Linked DNA regions of Sus scrofa: region 1 is linked to region 2. Evidence: chromatin contacts called from public HiChIP or PLAC-seq data. All regions are on one chromosome and are shown on one strand. The core of a region is the stretch at or near the end of the contact, and the rest is flanking DNA. Distances in the headings are between cores, read along the strand shown.

The links. HiChIP or PLAC-seq counts read pairs in DNA pulled down with a chosen protein or histone mark.
Region 1: a contact with region 2 is called in an H3K27ac HiChIP or PLAC-seq map of skeletal muscle, with 5 times the contacts expected there. The contact joins two enhancer-like sites. A contact is called at or near these places in 3 of 47 Hi-C or Micro-C datasets (embryonic fibroblasts and skeletal muscle) and 1 of 2 datasets of contacts at active chromatin or transcription factors (skeletal muscle).

The regions. Positions count from the first base shown.
Region 1 is chr2:117,983,533-117,989,894 of Sscrofa11.1, reverse strand. No RefSeq gene overlaps it. Among named protein-coding and RNA genes, the nearest start is that of YTHDC2, 17 kb to the left of the region's middle. Within about 2 kb of position 4,169, at least 12 of the 83 cell types and tissues checked have an H3K27ac peak or open chromatin away from gene starts, as enhancers often do. A contact at or near this core is called in skeletal muscle, where this site is marked.
Region 2 is chr2:117,744,988-117,751,334 of Sscrofa11.1, reverse strand. The region is part of intron 3 of NREP (neuronal regeneration-related protein); the gene reads right to left. Among named protein-coding and RNA genes, the nearest start is that of NREP, 240 kb to the right of the region's middle. Within about 2 kb of position 2,099, at least 3 of the 83 cell types and tissues checked have an H3K27ac peak or open chromatin away from gene starts, as enhancers often do. A contact at or near this core is called in skeletal muscle, where this site is marked.

The DNA of each region.
Region 1 (6,362 bases), core at 2,920-5,419, 240 kb before region 2:
GGGCACATGCAAAATGCAGGAATGCACACTTGTACACACACATTTAAACTTGCCTTCAGGTTTCACCGTGCTTGATATGCACCTGGGTACAAGCCCATTTCAAGCTCTTTCTACAGGTTGAATAAGTGCTTGTGAGGGAGCCCATTTTTTTTTCTTTGACATTCATTTAAGCTAAAAGCAAAAACTGCCATCTGTACTCCTTTGATACAGTAGATTGCTAAAAGCTGTTCCCTGTCAGACCTCTTCTTGCAGTCTTGGCGGGGAGAAACATACACACATGACACTTCTGTCATTCACATGTGAAACACACAGATTTCAACAGAATCATAGGTCCTCTATAAAGCCATCAGGCTAAATCCAAAATTCTTTACAAGGGCTGCCTTTCCTTCTATTGCCCGTAGCAGAATGGAAGGCATTCATTTTGCTTTCAGGTTTTCTGTTTTGTGCGTGCGCCTGTGTTTTGTTTTTGCCGCTGAGGGCACCAAACATTCCGTCTGATCTCCAATTGTGTTCCACTTTCTTCATTAACACTTGCATTTAAGCAGCTCATTCTCATTCTTTCCGTTTTTCCTGTTCTGCGTGAACTATCTGCTGGCAGTTGCCATGCCAACCCCAAATCCCGGGGTCCTGCCGCTAGATCACAAGCTGCCATTAGCGTATTTTTAATAGCACCTGATTGCCCTCCAAAGACCTTCCAGTAGCGGAACTCCATTAGTTCAGAGTGTCACGTGATGTGACAATATTTACAGACTGGATCAGGAAGAGAAGAGGCTGAGCTGCACAGCCAGTCTCCAGGCTTAGTCTCCATGAGCATCAGGGTAGCACTTTGGGTCTCATTCACAGGGAAGATCATCACAATTGTGTGGTCTGTGAAGGTACCATTTCCTGTGCCCTGGAGCTGATTTATCATAATGCGGAATCTGGAGTTGATTTATCATAACGTGGAATGCCAGTGTGACCCTCAAGCAAGTGAAAGATTTCTCTCACTTGTACTGAAAAGTTAGCCCCTCTCCACAATTGAGGGACCTGGACCAAGGTGGCAATCTTGCCATCTTGCTCTTCCCAACTAACACCAAACTGAATGGAGCATGCAACACTGACCAGAAGTCAGTTTCTCTTCAAAAAAGAGTTAGGGAGGAAGCAGTGAATTAGAATGGTTTCAATAATTAAGAGAGTTGAAAAGAAAGATTATTTCAAAGTATGGAGTTAAGAGCTCTTGAAACTAGGTTGCTTTGAAGATCTGAAGATTCTCAGCAGCCGGTGAGCTAAAGAAAAGAATGTTGACACTTACTTAAAGTGAAGACAAGAGGAAGTTTAAAATTGCTACTAAAATTCAAAGAAAGCAAAAAGAGTTAGGTCAAATTGTAGTTAAGAACAGTTTAGTGGAAAGGAACCATGCACACTCAGAGGCTTAAAGAGACAACACAGATAAGGGAAACGAATGAAGTGAGAGGTTTGGAAGAAGACGGGAGGCAAAAGGCCTTCCATTTCAAGGCTGTAGAAGCACGAGTGACAGAAGGAGTAGAACATCTGGAGGGCTGACTCCATCTAGAGTGATTTGTTCCCTCCTACAGGTAATCGGGGGCCCTGTGCTGCCAAATCTGCAGAGAGCTGAAGAAAGTTGGAAATACATGCTTTTGATGAAATTACCAAATTCAAAATATAGGTTATATAACAGTGTGACTTTAAAACATTGGGGTTACCATTGTGACTCAGTGATTTAAGAACCTGACCTAGTGTCCTTGAGGATGCTGTTCAATCCCTGACCTCACTTACTGAATTAAGGATCCGACATTGCTGTGAGCTGTGGTGTAAGTTACAGATGGGGCTCAGATCTGGCATTGCTGTGGCTAAGGTATAGGCCAGCAGCTGCAGCTCGGAATTGATCCTTGGCCCAGGAACTTCCATATGCCACAGGTGCAGCCCCTAAAAAGAAAATGACAGCAACTAAAAACATTGGGCCATCCAACATGGTATAGGGCAAGAAAAAAACCACTTGTGTTGAATGTGGTCCACGAGCTGCCAATTTACAACCCATTTTATTTTATTTTATTTATTTATTTATTTATTTATTTATTTATTTATTTACAGCTGCTTCTGTGGCATTTAGAAGTTCCCATGCCAGGAATCAAACCTGTGCCACAGTTGCAGCCTATACCACAGGTGCAGCAGTACTAGCTCCTTAACCCACTGTGCCAGATGGGAATTTGCTACAACCCATTTCGAAAGGAAGCCATGTTAAATCCTAGAATTAAGATATCATTAAAATCCAAATTCCTAAGGAACTATATTTTGCTAGAAAGCAAATAGTTGAAGTTAGATGTTAATCTGTATCCCCAGGTAAATTTTCCTAAGCCTTAGTATTGGGTTCATATAATCAAATAATGCTAGAAGAATGAGAAGTACAATAAGCAGTACAAGAGCTCAAAAGATAAGACAAAATGAAACATTGTTGGCATGTTGATACCATCAGAGAAGGCTTCAATGAAGAGTTAGGACTTGCTATGTCCTTCAAGGATAGTTGGATTTGGGAAAAACAGAAATGAGAGGGGACATTTCTTGGATAAAAGGCACGGTAGAATCACAAGTCCATTGAAACAGACTGGAACATCACAGGGGCAAAGCTGGGCTAAATAAATAGTAACTTAAAACAAAACAAAGTAAAATATCACTATTTACTTATAGTCCTTAACTTTCTACATTATGTCTGAGAGGCATGAAAAACCAAATTTATCTTGGGAATGCAGACTCAGGTATTTGAATAAGTCTGCCTGAAGAGCTGACAATCTGAAAGGCATTGCATTAGTGCTCAGAGCATTTACTTAAATTATGTTCACATGGATACACTTTTCATTTTCTTTAGAAGATTCATATTTCATTTTTTTTTTAAATAGCACAAATGCTGCCACTGTTTTAATAGATCATCCTTCTAATTGTGAATTCCATTTGGAAGCCTGGGATCTCAAGCCTGGAATTTCTTCAAGTACTTAAAAGTTTACTTGCCCATTGAGGTCAATTCTTTGACACTTGACACCTATGGTCCTCAGAAGACTTGGTAGTTTCAACATTAAGTTGATCAGTCAATAGACTAAATATTGTGATAGTCTATTTGTTGATGGAGAATTTGGGTGTTTTAAGTACAAAGACCCTGGCTCTCTAATATGTCTTGATTACATGTCTGTTTCTGCTGAGCTGCTTCCTACCACCCTCCTAGGAAAAGTCAGATATGGGAGAGACCGTGTAGTGAGTTGATCTTGGTCAGGGCTGCCCTGGAAAAGTATCTGCAAGTGTGGGAGGGGGTCCTGGAAGGGTGCCAACGGGGGCCTACATAAGACTCTCAGGAGGAAGAGAGCTGATTGAAAGTCCAGTTAAGTCAAAAGAATAATAAATCAAAAAGTTCACCAGGCTGGAGGAGCCGAGTGGGATGTGAGCCAAAGGATCAAAGTCAGGGTCAGAAACAGGCTGATTGGAAACAGAGCCAACTCAGGAACTCACCCTGGGAAAGTGGGGACATGCTCTGGCAGCATCTTAGGCACAGATGGGTGAGTCCACATGGACAGGCCCTTGTTGTGATAGTACCAGAGCCTGGATGGGTCCTCAGAAGTTGATGGATGGAAGAAAAGTTGAGAGACCATGTTGCGAGCATTAGTTTAGGAGCACTGTTTCCCCAGTTTGTCCAAGAGATGTGTGCTAATGGGCTCTCACATCCACATGAGTGACAACCCTCTCTGACATCAGCTGGTTAAGGCACCATTAGGCTCATGCCCATCCTGGGACCAGCCGGTCTTCCCTCAGCCTTTGCAGATCTATCCCCAGCGAACTAGTTGGCCTGCAGGCAACATCTGAGGAGAGCAAACAGCCAGAGCAGAGCCCCAGCACACCCATCCTTCCTCGGCACCTCGGTTAGCACCTCCTTCAGGAAGGAAACGCTTGGGGAGAGTTCCTTTCCCTATGCCCCAAGACCGGGCCCTCAAATCTGGGGAAGTGCTTGTGATGGGAATGTGCCGTCATAGAAATTCAAACACATGGAGCAGGCTGAAAGAAAGCAAGGAAAGTGCATGCCAAGTTTGCCTGTGGTCAAAATCGAGCCTGAGCTGTTTCCTGAAGATAGGAGCTGGAACTCTCATGGGTAAAGCTGACTGAGCTCACACATTTCACCCTTGGCCTACTTTGTTTATCTTGAGACCACTGAAGCATTCAGTCTAGACTGTACAGTATTTCCAGTATCTCCTGTTACTTCTTTCCCAAGCATCTGGTTTTTCTCAGGCCTCCACCTGACTCACCCTACATGGCCCTGTGCTCGAATCCTAGCGCTCACGAGGAATGTCCTACCCGTGCTTGGGCCATGGGAGACATGTGTCAACATCGGGGGCCTGTCCTGTGAGGCGACCTGTCAAAAGGCACTTGTGTCGTTTTCTTTCTGGACGGTGAGTTCAGGGCTCTGATGATGGCTTTATCCTGGACTTCAGATCTCGGGGATGGAGCGGCCAGGGAGTTCTTACAAACTTTGGCCTAAACACTATATGCTCCTTCAATGTCACAACCTTTTTCTTTCAGCCTACAATTTTATGTTATTGTGCTGGACACAAATGGATCTATTTGTGATCAGATCCATCCCCACTTCAGGCTGTACCCAATCCTTGACATACCATTTTCATATACCTTTTGCTTCTCTTGCCTTATGAATGGTCAAGTCAGATAAGTTCAAATTTGTAAGTATTTATATATATAATTCATATTCATCTTGGGTTTCAGGAAGTCTTGGTGTTCCTCTATTAATTATTCTATTTCAAACTAAGAGACAATAAGCAGTCAATAACTGACATGCAAAGGAGGTATACCAGCAGCCTTGGGAGACACTGAAGCCAGAAACAGGCTGGTCCTATTGACTCCCTCAAGGCTGTGTTCAAGGGGTTGATGCCATCTCACTCTTGAAGACAGGAACCAGGGGATCCAGCCATGGCGGGAATTCTGTGAACATTTGGAGCCAGGGAATGCTTCACAAAGGCAGTGATGTACTTTATCAGAACTGCACGGGCAGGGTCCAGCTGGTCACAGGGAAGTTGATGGCCTGCGGAGATTTGTGCTTAGACAGCCTACATATAAAAACATGTTCTGAGCTGTATGTGATGTCTTTCAGTTACAATCAAATATTTATCTCACACCAGTTTGGATGTTAGAGTCTAATATCCAGGCATGACCATGGGGAAAAGAAAGAGGAATTATATAAATAAGGATGTTAGGCTTCAATATGCCCAGCACGGCTCTTTCCAAAAACAGAGGTGGATTTGGAACTCCACTGCAGAGAATGTGCACAGTGGAGCAGGATTCAGAGGCTGTATAAGAGCCAGAAATTCTGGCCAATAAGCAAGGAGTTTTGTCTCTCACAAGCAAGACCCATTGGGTATCATGTATCTCTTGGCTGTATTATAAAATACTCCTAAAAGTGATAGCACCTGAATTATTGGGACATTTCTGGTACCGTTATCTTCACAGAAGAGGAAGCACTTGTTCTTGTGATCAATGAACACCAAGTTCACTGGGTAAAATTTTAAAAGTTGGACCTAATTCTGGGAGTGAGATAAAAACATTCTTACAGAGTATATCCTATTCTATTGCATTAAATATTATGTGAGGTCTAGAACAAGTGCACCCTAGAAGTGAGACATGTACACCCCTCAGTGAGTGTTCCTTTGAGATGTAGCTTCAAGATAGGAACCCTTTGGGAGACTGTTACAGGGTGGAGTTCTGACTGGATGAGCAATGCTGCCTTCATTCATTGATGGCCAAGGACAATCTCTGCTACACCAGAAAGGAAAGGGACCGGGATAGGGAACTAATGGCATTTGGGGCTGGGGAATTCTGTACATATAAGCAGCACCTCTCTCAGATCTCACAAGCAAAAATGTCACGGATGCTCCACGCGAGATCCAGGCCAGGGAGTGAAGGCTAGAGAGACCAGGCCTTGTTCAAGAAGCTACAAAGAGTATAAGAAGCAATGGGTATTTGATGAACTGCATCAATAAATTTGAGTCCTGATACATGGTTAAGCACTGTGATAGGCACCAAAGATATGGAGTGAATGGTTCTTGCCCTCAAGAGCTTACAGACTAATGCAATTCAGACAAGTACTTGTTATGATAGGTACATGTATGGGACAAAATGGAAACACGTAGGAGGGGATTATCTCAGGACATCTGTATGGATAGCGTTGGGGGGGGGTTATTATGTCAAAGGAATTAAAACATGGTCACCTATCTTTGTCCTCTAGGGCAGGGACTGGCAAATATGACCCATAGACAAAATCTGGCCCATCTCTGGTTACTGTAAATAAAGGTTATCAAAACACAGCTATAGACATC
Region 2 (6,347 bases), core at 850-3,349:
TGGGAACTTCCATATGCCACAGGTGTGGCCCTAAATAAAATAAAATAAAATCTGATGACTAAACTGTTTTCCTGAGACAAAGGGAATTCCTTGCATTGAGTTCTATTTACTACACTCTAGAATATAAGCTTGACGAAGAGAGATTTTTGTCTTTTTTTCATCATGAGATCCCCAGCTTCTAGAAAAGTAAATGGAATATAGTAAGAAATCTATAAAACATCTGTTGAATGGAAAAATGAAATATTGCATGTGTTATTTTTCATTGTCCTCTTATGGCAGGAGAGAGGAAATGAGTAGCTGCCCCTCTCCCTGTAGCACATAAAAACAACAGGAAGTGACAGTAGCCACTGTCCCAAATGGCAGTTCCTTCCAATACCAAGCTTAGAATTAGCTATAAAGGACATGACAAAATAACACATTCAATTCTCTGCTATTTGAATCTACTACAGAACTATAACAGTCTCCTTCAGGCTGTAGCACCTAAAAGCGAGAAAATTACTTCCAGCAATGGCTCTCAAAGGAGATCCCTGGAAACAGCAGTACCAGCATCACAGGAAACGTGTTAGAAATCAAAATGTTTGGTATTACAACTTCTACTGAATCAGAAACTCTGGAGGTAGGGCCAGCAATCTGTTTTTTAATAATCCTCCAAGTGATTCCGATGCACGATGAAGGTCCACAGTTCTTGTTTTGTACCTCCCTACTTGCTACCCTTCCCAGATAAGGTTCCTTCCTATTTTATTTCTTTTTTACCTTTCTTCACCTACATGATCTGGATTTTCCATGTCCCAGGTTTCTCCTACCAAGTCTGGATCATCTTTTCTCATCTCATAGGTCCTAGGAGCAGCTGTATCCAGCTTTTTTACTAGGGGCAGTAGAGTACCTCTCATGAAGGGATTCTAGATACAACGTTTTAGCAGAAGTTCCTAAGGATTCAGGAGCTAATAGGGGCTTTGGAAACCAGAAGATCCAAATCATTCATTTTATATATGAGGAAAATGAATCTCAAAGAGACAAAGTAACTTAGCCACGACCAAATACATTTAAAGGAGTTGAACTCAATCTGGTTACTGGTAAGCAAGCTTTTCCCAGCATTCCTGCAAATGCCCCATATAATCTTACACTTAGACTTGAGATGTACATTTCCAGAGTTTCAGACACCAAGAAAACTACTTGGGACATTTTTAGGTTACAGTGATTCTCATAACTACTTCCATATTCATCTCCATTTCCCAAGAAAGCTGAAGCAAAGTGAAAGGCCACATATGGATGACCAGCCAAAGGACTGGTCTTGAAAAATGAATGATAAAGTCAAGAAAAGACTGTGTTCTACCTCCTACCTCCCGGCCGTGGGGGAGGGGTGGGTAGATTCTGCCGCCCACATGCCTCTGATAACATCTACCAGGAGCTGACCTAGAGAATGTGAATTCTTGGGGCTGAAAAAGTTGTTAAAGAGGTCATTCCCCATACTTTGAATTACAGCTGAGGCTGCATGTTCCCTTATCTCTTGCAGGCTGGAGAGCTTTTATCCAAGGAGTCATTCCGCACCAAGATTTTAGTGTTTGGCTTCCAGGCACTCAAAAAGGGACTCCACTTTACAAAGGAGACAGACACTAGTTCTAGGTAGACAGACACAGAAACTGGTGTCAAAGAAAAGCCAAGGCACGACTGAAATGATGTGGCAAAGATCCATCAGAGAAAGGGAAATGATAGCAAGTTTAGAGAGGAGAAATTGCCTTCAGAATGAAAATTTTTGCCAAGAAAAAATGGCAATGTTTGAGTAAGAGAAGAGCGTGTGCTGGGCAGCTGTGCTCTAGAGCACCCTGCTTGCCGTTTAGTGTAAATTCGGCACCAAAGCACCTTAGAGACCATGGAGGTGACGCTGGGAGGACAGCTCTTAAAAGGCGAAGACTAACGTGTTCACAGACCTGCTGGGGAGCAGGAGCCAGGCACAGCCTTGGTCCCTGCTGGCTCACTGTTCTCCTACCCTACCATACCTGGTAGTATTTATTTTTCCAAGGACCGCAAGAGGAGGTCAAGCCCGGCCATGCTGAAAACAGAATGGTTCCAGGAATCTTGCTGGGAAGTCCAAAAATATCTACCATCCCACAGGCAACTTTCTCTGCCCAGTCCCTTTTAATCAGGTCATCCTACTACTAACAGTGACTGGTAAAGTTTCTTGGGCAGTGAACATAAACTTGGACTAATTCAGGATTAATGCAAGGTCATACTGTACATTTTTATTAACCCTCTAATTTTTCATCAATTTGGCTTTATATGCTCACCAAAATTTCTTTCAGATTTCAGGTCTTTGGGCTAATTTATACAGCGGGCAATACTCCGGACCTTACTTAGGACTCTCCTATTACATGCAAGTTGCATAATCACGTAAGTGAAAAGTGATGTTGTAATGAAATCCTTCTAGGACTTCCAGGAATAAACTTTCTTGGATGGGGTCCAAGATGAAATCACCTTACACTGAATTCAAGGCTTATAGGAACTATTTTAAGGCACCTGTGTGAGTGTGTGTGCACTTGAGGCATTGGACACACTCCATGTGAGATCTCCATCTCCACCAGTGATACCACTGTCTTCTTTAGACCTTAGTGGAAACCTTGGCATTCTCTTTGATTGCTTCTTCCCATGACTCATATCCAGCATTTCCCCAAGACCTATCATGTGTTTCCTTGTAAAATTTCTTTCATTTCTACCTTATTCTCCATTCTATTTGCACTTCAATTCTAAGTTTTATCAGTTGAGTGCTTAGATTACTGCAGAAATCTTCCAGCTGGCTTTCCAGATTTCAGTTTCTTCCTCGTTCAATCTTTCTTCAACTCAGCTTCTGATCTGCATACACAGGAAAAATCTTTTTGCCCTATTTTCCAGAGCAAAATCCAACAAGGTTGGAATTCCATACTTTAACTGTACTTCTTATGCATCACTCAACATATGATAGACATAATTTTAAAAGGGCAAAGTGAAAGGTAGTTGTGTTAGGAAGGAACAGAAGAATTCATATGAAAATGCTGAACATATTCAGAAACATTATAGCAAAGTAGAGTTTAAAAAATTTTTTTTTCAGAAATACTTGGGAAAATATGTGTAACATGCCTTACACATAATTTTGTGGTTCGCTGCTCATAAAACAACAGTCAGTGCTCTGGAGTTTGGATCAAGATGGTGCTCTGAGAACTCAAGGCTGTGTCCATTTCTGCTCTCTCTGGAAGTGACAGAAAAGAATCTTAAAATTCCGAAAACAAAGAAAAACAAAAAATGAGAAGAATATCAGGAAGAAAACAGTTGAGAAAGAAAGATGAAGAAAACCAGAGCTTAGAATGCATTTTGAAAGGAAGAGCTCTGAAAGCTGAAAGTGTTAAAAGCATCCTGTGCTCAGCAACTTCACGGACAGGGAATAGGAAATGTTCCTGCAGCACATGCTATGGCGGTGGGTGTGGGCTCTGCTTTTGGAACAGCCAGATATGGGTGTTCCCTCTCTAACTCTGCTTGGGTCAAGCAGTGGCTGAAGAGGTCTCTGCCGCCAGGCTAATGCTTGGGATGTTTGGGTCACAAAGGTGTAGTGGTGACTCTGGTGGCTACTAATATCCAAGGGGGTTGGAGGCAGGGAGTGCTAAGCACAAGGAGAAATGGATACCACACACCTAAAAAACTCAATGCAAGCATCATCTTCACAGTGAAGTCTTTGATTTCCCAGGGCTAGTTAGACTCCATTTTTTCTGTGCTCGTGGTATCTTCTATAGAGCTCCCTGATATCAGTTATTATACTGCATCATATTGGATAACAGGAGCCATAACTAAGATAACTGTATCATTTTATGATTTAATTTCAGACCTGTAAGGACAGACCAGTTGCCATACTGCTATAGACAACAACTTGAAATGCTTTTCATTAGGTTTTCTTAAACTGTAGTCAAATAATTTTATTTTAAATGTATGGATATGGCCAATAATAGTAGGTTGACTATAGCAGGTATGACATGAGTATCAATTAAAGATAACGCTAATCATGCTGCCCAGTGAAATTCTAAATATCCCACAAAAAAACTTTTATTAGCAATAGGAAGCACAGGCCAGAAAATTATTATAGTCTTGCTATATGTAATATATAGGGCATTATGCCATTCAAAAACCAAGTTAAAAAAATGAAATGAATGAAATGGTACAAGTAGTACATTTACACATGACAATTTTCTTCTTCTTCTTTTTTTTTTTTTAGTCTTTTCAGGGCCAGACTAGCAGCATATGGAGTTCCCAGGCTAAGGGTTGAATAATAGGAGCTGCAGCTGCCAGCCTCTGCCACAGCCACAGCCACAGCCACACAGGATCCTGAACCCACTGAGTGAGGCCAGGGATTGAACCCATGTCCTCATGGACACTAGTCAGGTTTATTACCATGAGTCACCACAGGAATTCCATGATTTTCTTATTTATCTTTCCAGCATAATGACTATATTTTTATATTCCTCTAAACAGTTAGAAAACTGCTTATTTTTAATGAATTATGAGTGTAATTTTGAACGGATATATACTTTTATCAGTAGAACTGCATCAAGTCATACTTACCAGAAAATAATGAACCAAGTACAATTCTTTGTATAGACCCTCCATTCACAATGAACTCACTTGGAAATTATAAGTTTGGTGAGATGTCTATATTTTGGACAAGAATTAAGACCCCCTGAGGAAATGCATATTATCTATGCATAAAACATGTAAATTTCTCCAGTCATTGGTAGGCTGATAGATGATGGTACATGTGAGGCAGAAAACAGATTGTCATTGAAATATTTCAAAGACATAGGTCAGGTAGCAGGGAAACCAGTTATGTGTGAGAACCTTAACATTAGCACCTGCTTCATTATGCAGAAAGCTCTCTCAGAGGTATGAAGGAGAACACGGTGAGGCTCCCAGGGCAGGTTCAGCCCTACTGAGGCAACACTCCAGAACGCGGAGTTCACTTAAGGCAGCAATACTGGGAGAATGGAGGATGCACGACTGTCACAATTTTAAGAATGGACTTTTAAACAGTTGTCGATATGCTAAAAAAATAGGCTACCTGGACCATGCTATATCTTTTCACACATTTGTAAATTTGTTACCAATCATAGGCCAGGAGAAGGTAAACTTTATTCATTGATTCATCAACTTTCATTATGTAATCCTTGTACCAGGCCCTGTGCTACATGCTGGGAACATAGCAGTGAATCTGACAACAGGGCTTATCATCTGTTAAAGAAAACAGATATAAAACTATTCATTACACAATTATTATCGTGGCACATGTAACAAAGAAGAGAGGCAGGTAGGAGCATGTTATGTTTCAAAATTGAGACAACCAATGTGGCTCCTTTCATCCAACAAAGAGAGGTTATGCTAGAGTAGGTTTGCTAAGATAATCAGGAGGCTGGATTATTTAGGGCATTAGAAGACATATTATATGTCTTCTTTTTTTTTGTATTTTTAGGACTGCACCTGCTACATATGGAGGTTCCCAGGCTAGGGGTCAAATCAGAGCTGTAGCTGCTAGCCTACGCTGCAGCCACAGCAATGCCAGATCCGAGTGACATCTGCAACCTAAACCATAGCTCATGGCAATGCCAGATCCTTTACCCACTGAGTAAGGCCAGGGAATGAACCTGAATCCTCATTTATACTAGTCAGATTCATTTCAGCTGAGCCATGATGGGAACTCCGTATTACATATCTTAAGCTTTTAACAAGGGGATAATATGATCTTATTTGCAATTATAGATCACATTGGATTCTGGTTAAAAATAGATTCAAGGGAAAAAAGAATAGATCCTAGGGTATCAGCCAGAAGGCTCTGGCAGTATCCAAGTGAAAATGATTGTGGTTAGGTACAGAATGATAATAGTAGATACGAATAAAATTAAAAACCATAAGAGTAAGAGTTAAAACTGAAGTAATTCGGTGAGAGATTAAATGTAGAGAGTGAATGAGAGTGGAGATGATATCCTTGTCTCTTTTTGGTGGCAGCGCCATTTACTGAGGTAGATTATACTAGAAAAAAATTAGTTCAGCTTTATATGTGCTATATGTAAGATACCCATAAAATATCCAAGTAGAGAGACTGAGACGGATGTTGGACACAGTCTTAGAAGTCAGAAAAGAGGTCTGTGTTGAAAGTGTATACTTGGAAATTGCTTCTTTCCAAATGGTTGAAAACTTGGGAATAGATGAGTTTGCTTGCAGATAATAATAGAAAGAAGGAGGAGGAGGAGCAGAAGGAGGAGGAAAGGATTGAAGGAAGAAGGATGAAGGAAGAAGAGTATGATGGGGGTGGTCTAGTTCAATGCCTTAGGGAATTC